Regions from separate parts of the Sus scrofa genome. Here region 2 is linked to region 1. Evidence: chromatin contacts called from public HiChIP or PLAC-seq data. All regions are on one chromosome and are shown on one strand. Each heading gives the region's core, a stretch centred on a gene start, on an enhancer-like site or on the middle of the called end of the contact. The rest is flanking DNA. Distances are from core to core; before and after follow the strand shown. Region 1 holds the start of SLC25A38 (solute carrier family 25 member 38). Region 2 holds the start of RPL14 (ribosomal protein L14).

What was found. HiChIP or PLAC-seq counts read pairs in DNA pulled down with a chosen protein or histone mark.
Region 2: an H3K27ac HiChIP or PLAC-seq map of alveolar macrophages shows a contact between it and region 1. The contact joins the promoter of RPL14 here to the promoter of SLC25A38 in region 1. A contact is called at or near these places in 1 of 5 promoter capture datasets (fetal liver) and 1 of 2 datasets of contacts at active chromatin or transcription factors (alveolar macrophages).

Annotation. Positions count from the first base shown.
Region 1 is chr13:24,028,027-24,031,959 of Sscrofa11.1, reverse strand. It overlaps SLC25A38 (solute carrier family 25 member 38), which reads right to left and starts at 1,389. Exons shown (of 7, transcript XM_003358375.2): 1 at 912-1,389. The coding sequence starts at 980.
Region 2 is chr13:24,692,949-24,696,735 of Sscrofa11.1, reverse strand. It overlaps RPL14 (ribosomal protein L14), which reads right to left and starts at 1,527. Exons shown (of 6, transcript NM_001097478.1): 1 at 1,509-1,527; 2 at 918-1,019; 3 at 225-319. The coding sequence starts at 1,511.

The DNA.
Region 1 (3,933 bases), core at 140-2,639:
CCAGAGAAACAGGTAAGCATGTGTTCAAAGATATAGACGTAGAGAAGACACCACAGCCTTGGCTTAAAACAAAACAAAACAAAACAAAAAACCACACTCCAGCCCTGCCCTGAGCGCAGGTGGACCATAACCTTGACCTCAGAGAGGAAAGCTTCCGCCGCCGCTGCAGACCAGCGCTCCCAGCCTAAGGCCAAGCGGCAACTAAGCCTCGTTTCACCACGAGTAGTAACTCAGCGGGACCTTCCTCCTAGCCCCGCCTGCCCAGCCCCGCCTCCGCCCCCACCAATAGCAGCCCCGCGACACGACCATGGCAGCCAATCCAGACATGGGAGGGGCGTGGCTTGGAGGCTCAAGCAAACAGCAACTGCTCCAGGCAAGCCGCGAAGTGGGGGATACCCAGAGGGTCCTCTCGTCCAGCTTGTGGGAGCGGTACAGTCCGAACCCACCTCCCTCGAGGACCGACCGCTTCCTAGGCTTAGCGCTACTACCAGGCCTTGCAATGGTCCAAATATCTACCCAGGTGTCCTCCCATCTGTCACTTTAGACTTCCAAATCAAAGCAACTTCCTGTAGCACTCGCACCTCATTCCGGGCCACACGGGCACATTCCCCTCATACCTCCCAAGGCCCCAGCAATTCCGCCTATCTCTACCCAATGTAGTATCGAGACCTCTGCTTGCCTGTCCCAAGGGTTGGACTGCAACTTCTTTCCTTCTCCCTCCCTCTTTTAATCTTAGTCAAACTCCATTTCTGCTGCCAGGTCCCCAACCTGTTATGCGTGTATCTGGGGCGCAAAAAAAAAAAAAAAAAAAAAAAGGTTCACCGTGGGCTGCTGAGCCTCGGCAACCTTCCACATTTCCCTCCCCAAGCCGACGATGCAGGAACCCCTGCCTTCCCTTCCTCGCACTTTACCATAAGAGTTTCCACTCTGTCTCCAACATCCTGAGGCTGCAGCAGCGCCGGGCGTGACTTCTGGATCATTGGAGGGGAGGCCTGCGAGTGTACTGGGCCCGGGTTGCCGACCGTGGGAACTCAGGTCCGACCCTGGAGGTCCTGGAGAAGACAACTCGATGGCGGTAGCCAGGCGACGCGTTCTACTGCGGGGGCCTCTTTGTAGTCTGCGCCAGTCAGGGGTCCCGGCCTGCGAGCCCACTGCCCTTGTGTGCTCCAGGCGCCTCTCTTCACTCGCTTCGCAGACTCTGCGGCCCTGCTGTCCTGCCCATCATGCCCTGCTGCCGACTTGATGACTTGAGAATATTAGCCTGGGTGCGACCGGGAGGTGGAGAAAGCGGGAGGAACTGGATAGAACAGCTGGATTTAGCTTCCGGGGTTGGAAACGCGTCACGCGCTGGCGAGGGTGTGCTCTTTAGTGCCACCTGGTGGAGAGATCTGAAACTGCAGGATTTGTGGCTTTCTTGTGCCCAGAGCTTACTAGGTCGGTCATCTGCGCCGACGTATGCTTTTGAGGGCCCGGTTGGAGAACAGCTACGGTCGAGACCTGCTGTGACCTATAGGGTTGCCAGTAGCCATCTATGGCTGTATAACACTTGAAATATGGCTAGTGTGACTGAAGACCAGAATTTTACATTTCATTTAATTTTAATTAACTTTTTTAAAAAACCGAAGCAATGTGGAATATTTTCCGGTTAAACAGGAGTTTTTTGTTTTGGCACATCCACATTTCCCTTTAAACGCTGAAAACTTCACCTCAGAAATGTGCTGAAGAGATTTTTTAAAACATGGCGAGGAGTTCCCATTGTGGTGCAGTGGTTAACGAATCCGACTAAGAACCACGAGATTGTGGGTTCGATCCCTGGCCTTGCTCAGTGGGTTAAGGATCTGGCGTTGCATGAGCTGTGGTGTAGGTCACAGACGAGGCTCGGATCCCCCTTTGCTGTGGCTCTGGCGAAGGTGTCTACAGCTCCAATTCGACCCCTAGCCTGGGAACCTCCATATGCCGTGGGAGCGGCCCAAGAAATGGCAAAAAGACAAAAATAAGTAAATAAATAAAACATGGCAATAAGATAAAATAATCTCCTGAGTAATCTTTACATTATTACATAATGAAACTGATACTGGAAAGATGTTACCTGAATCCAGGTTCTTATTCAAGGGAGGGGAAGAATGAACCTCACTAACACACAGGTAGCAAGCCAGCCAAGTCTTTATTACAGGAAAGCAAACAACTCCCAGGACAGCTGGGAGGGAGAAGGAGTCCCCCCTTCCTATTGTCCTATAGGGTTTTTTATCCCTTAAAGATAGGGGTTACCAACATGGGTTCCAGAAAGATGCAGTTTTCTCTCATTGGCCTTGCCCAATTACTTATATCAGTCCTTGTCCAATAGGGGTTTTAGGGGTGGAAATGTCCCATAACGCTCAAGGTTTCTTTGCCCTTCTCTTCCCATAGACTGAGTCACTTGGGGTTAGAGATTAATGTCCATCTGGGCATAGGTACACTCCCTGTAGTAAACAAGGTCTGTGGGGATGTTACTCCCTGGAGCCCTTAAACCGTAAATGTTAATCGATAGCCATATCAAAGAATGCATCGAAGCCCATACTCCTATACTGACTACCTGAGTTATTATTCCACCTCAAAACGACATTTTGGGTGTATTGAATGAGGTGAAATAATTTTCAAAATTAGTTTTACCTCTTGCTTTTTTAGTGTGGCTACTAGAACACTTAGGATTATACTAGTGGCAGAGTTCCCGTCAGTGGTTAATAAACCCGACTAGTGACCATGAGGTTTTGCATGCAGCCCTAAAAAAAAGATTATACTAGTGGCTTGAACTACTTTTCTATTGGATAGCAACTGGTCTAGATTATTAAGATTATGGTTTTATCTCTTACCTGGACCCCCAACTTCCCATTATTCCCGACTGGCTGATCCATGGAAAACTCTTACTGCTGGGGATTCTGATCCTCTTGTTGGAAAAGACAGGCACACACCTCCTGTGGCCCTGGTTGTCTGCAGGATAAAGTCCAGTCATAGTGACAGCCTTCACCGCTTTCCACCATCCATTCTTTACCTGGAAATCTAGGGCATTAGGAAAGAAATTGATGAAGCAAGATGCTGTTTTCTGGCTTTGTTTGTTTGTTTGTTTGTTTTTGGCCATTCCCACAGCATGTGGAAATTCCTGGGCAAGGAAAGGACCAGGAATGGGCCAGGAATTAAACCTACACCACATCTGCCACTCAAACCGCGGCAGTGACAATGCTGGGTCCTTAACCAGCTGAGTGAGTCACAGAGGAACTCTAAGATGCTGGGGTTTTTTGTTTTGTTTTGTTTTTGTTTTCTTTCCTTTTAGGGCCACACCCCGTGGCATATGGAAGTTCCCAGACTAAGGGTTGAATCTGAGCTATAGCTGGAGCCTATACCACAGCCAGAACCACGCCAGATCCAAGCCAGATCCTCGACCTACACTGTAACTTGTGGCAACACCTGATCCTTAGCCCACTGAGCAAGGCCAAGAATCAAACCTTCATCCTCAGGGATACTAGTCAGGTTCTGAATCTGCTGAGCCACAATGGGACCTCCCAAGACGCTATTTTTTTAAGGTTTAAATTCCCATGCTACTGAGGCACAAGTGATAGGCAAGAAAGTGGATCTTTCTCTCCAGAGGGGATTAACCAAGTCCTAAACATTAAATATACATATACAGGAGTTCCTGCTGCAGTGCAGTGGGTTAATGATCTGGCATTGCCACAGTTATCTCAGATGAAGCCCAAAATCCATACCTGGCCCAGGAATTTCCATATGCCTTGGGTGTGGCAGAAAAAGAAAAAAAAAAAAAACTGCTTAGTGATCATTGTATACTTTGCTACCCCTAGTTCTAAGCAGCAAGCCTCATTTTCTTTGTGCAGTATTGAGGCTTAAACATCTTTTTATAAGAAAGAACTATTTATAAGAAAGACCCCATAGGGGAAGAAAGAC
Region 2 (3,787 bases), core at 278-2,777, 660 kb before region 1:
GGATAAAAGAAGAGCCACTGAACTACCAGATCACAGGACATTTTAAAAATGCCTGTCTACATCTACACTGTAAATCTCTCCTCTAAATTTTTCTCTCACACTGCTAAATATATTCTCAAGAGAAAAACAACAAAACAGCAAAAACATTTCTTTGGATTAAGCCAAGCAAACTTTTACTAGTATTAATTAAACAAGGGTAGGGGTGATGGTTGGTGGACAGTTACCTGTGTGGGAACTTGAGGATGAAGTCGGTGAGCTGCATGCATTTGAAAGGCATAGCCTGTCTCCTTACTTGAGTGCAAGGTCCATCCACTAAAGCCTAAAAATACATAAGACCAAGGACATCAGTGTAAAACTGTTACCAGCATTCAAAATGCAAACATTTTGTGTATCACTAATCCTTTCAGAATCATCACATCCTTACTATTTAAGTGCTTTTCACAAATAAATAAAACTATCAGCAATTGTAGTACAGCATATAACCCTACATACAATTTTAAGTTTTTAATCCTTGCACGTTCCCAGCAACTCCATGATCATTCAGCTTCTGGTCAATCCCTTAATATATGATTCTCAAATACTGACAACAGCAAACAAAGCTCTTCCTATGTGCTTAACTTTGTTCTAAACTCGCATTACATATAACAACTAATTTAAGCATCACCAATGTTTTAGCATATAATTAGTTAAAAACTCTGGCTGGTTTAAGGAGCAGAAATAATACTCAAAATGCCTTAGTACTTGCCAATTCCAGTATGTGCTCCTAACCCCTATTTGCATTGTTTCCTTTTTTATAAAACGCAATTACCACCCGTAATATTCCTACCTCAGTGGGCTATTGGGACAATTACCATTATAATCTACACTGCATACCATCCATTGCCATATGAAGTCGCGACACTTTTCTTTACACTTACCCTGTTCTGATCAATAACATCTACAATTGCGACCAGCTTGCCGGCATGAGGTCCAAAGGAGACGTAGGCCACTCGGCCAACCTCCACGAAGCGCCTGAACACCTAAAATTGAGAAGTGGGAAAAGGAACAGCAGATCGACTAAAAATACTCTCTGGTTTGCAAAGCTTTACCGCTTTGAAAGGCAACATGGCTAAGAACCGCGAGAAAGAATGGTGAGGGGGAACACACCCAAACGCTACGGTAGTCCTGGATGGACAAAATCCGCAGGAGTGACGGCAAAAGCCAGGTCTATGGGGTCTGCAAGGCCCAAATGCCTGCCCTAGCCAGGATCCCAGCCGCCCCAGAGGTCCAGCTCAGTCGGCCGAAGAGCGCACGCGTGTCCCAAAAGGCGCAGGGCCTGCCGGGCCCTCCACGCGCTCGTCGGTCGCACACCCGGAAAGCTTCCAAACTGCGAGTTCCGTCCGCCCTGGGACCCTCACCGCTCGCTACCTAAAACCCGCAAGGCACCGTTCCGCGCCTCCGCTTCCCAGCCCAGGCGGGGCTGAGGCTGTATGACCAGCAGACCCGGAGCCCGCGCCAGCGATACTCACCATGTTGGCGGCGTTCGGCGAGAAGGAAGAAGGCCTGCCCGACCGTGCGCATGTGTAGCAGGCCGCCCCGCCCCTACGGTGAACAAGACGCCGATGTGTGCACCGATTGGTCGGAACGTACGCACGTACGCACACGCAGGGTCACTGGGAAAACGTGGCGGAGCTCAGCAGAGCCGACCCGGTCTTTTGCAAACGTGAGGGGTAGGATTGCCTCAGTTGGTACCACAGAAGATCTACAGGAAAGTCGTCTTCTAGAACTTCAGGGTAAAGAAGAATACAGAAGATATGCTTCCCATTGTGACTCTGCATCCTTTCAACCTCCTCTTTTAACGTTTTTCTCTTTCCTTCCACTACTCAGTACTCTCCCGATTTTTGTCTATTACTAATGGCCTAGTTAGTAGTAGTTTTTTCTAAGTGACCCCCGTAATTTTATTAACTTTCCGTTTTAAAATAATTCAGATCTACGGAAAAGTTGCGAAACTAGCACAATTCCCAAAACATTTCTTACCCTCTCCAAATGTAACACTAAAGTTGCTTTATCATTCTTTTCTGAACATTTGAAAGGAAACTGTACACACGATATTTCTTTATCTCTAATTGTGAGATAAAGAAAGATTTATTCTAATTGTGCTGTATCCTAAAAACAATGACATTGTTTTATATAGTTGGTATAATGTTTGAGGAGTTCCCTTCCTGGCTCAGCGGTTAACGAACCTGACTAGGATCCATGAGGATGCAGGTTTGATCCCTAGCCTTGATCAGTGGGTTAAGGATCTGGCGTTGCTGTGAGCTGTGGTATAGGTTGCGCAGGTGGCTCAGATCCAGAGTGGCTGTGGCATAGGCCAGCAGCTGTAGCTCCCATTCGACCCCTAGTCAGGGAACCTCCATATGCTGTGGGTGGGGCCATAAAAAGATAAAAAATAAAAATAAAAAAATTTAAATAAATAAATAAAAATATAGGCTTATACGGGAGTTTCCAGGTGGCCAGTGTCTGGTTTGTCACTACTGTGGCACGGTTTGATCCCTGACAGGGAAACTTCCTCCTGCCTCCTGACTGGCCAAAAAATTTTTAAGTAAAAAAGTTGTTGTAGTAAGTACCTTTGTAGTTTATTTTATACCTAGTAGTACTGGGTCTAGTTCAGTGATTCTCTAATTAAGGGTGAATAGACTGGAAGAAAAAAAAAAAAAGATTGCTTAAAATGTTTTCTCCCATTTTTGGTTCTGCTCTGTATATCTGTGAGGGTGGAATCAGAACCAAAAGCAGAGAATATCTAAAATTAGGACCTGATTTATAATCTTCCATTCCTGGCAACCTCATCTCTTTTCTTCCTTCTTTGAATAGCTTACTTTTAATACTACCAACTGACTCACCATGAAATACTTAAGTATGGTAATAATTGTAAATTGTTTAATTGATTAAATAAAGCAAAAGAAGGAAACTTTGAGGAAGTTCAGAGCCCAACTGTCCTGACTTTTTTTTTTTCCCCTTTTTTTGGCTGCATTTAATATGGAAGTTCCTGAGCCAGGGATTGAATCTGAGCCATAGCTGCAATCTATGCTGCAGCTGTAGCAGCACTGGATCCTCAACCCACTACACCACAGCAGGAACTCCAAGAGCCCACCTATTTTGTTCTTAGGATTGTGTTTATTGGTTACTTTAGTTATGTGTCTATTATGATCACTATTCATAATTATTAATGCATCTCACCCTTTTAGATATTAATTGAAGTCATTTAATATGATAAATGTGCCTAATGCAATAAGTTAAAATAAAATACAGTCTTGTTTTTTGGGGGTTTTTTTTGGCCATGCCCAACATGTGGAAGTTCCTGGACCACGGATGGAACACATGCCACAGCAGCAACCCAAACTGCTGCAGTGACAACTCCAGAGCCTTAACCCACTGTGCCACAAGGGAACTCCCGGTCTAGTTGGTTTCTTTTTTTCTTTTTTTATTAGAGTATATTTGACTTACAATGTTGTGCCAATTTCTGCAGTACAGCAAAGTGATCCAGTCATATATATATACGTTCGCCTTCTTATATTATCTTCCATCATTCCTGGTCTATCCCAAGCCAGTCTAGTCATTTTGTAGAAGTTCTCTTAATATGGATTTGTTGATTAGATTCAGATTATGCCTTTTTTGCACAAAAAAAACTTGTGACCTTGATGCATTACATCAGAACACCCACAGGCTATCTCTTTGTCCCAATATGGCAGCGTTAATTTTCATCACTTGATTAAGTGTACTGACACTCCTTTTCTCTAAGCTCTCTGGC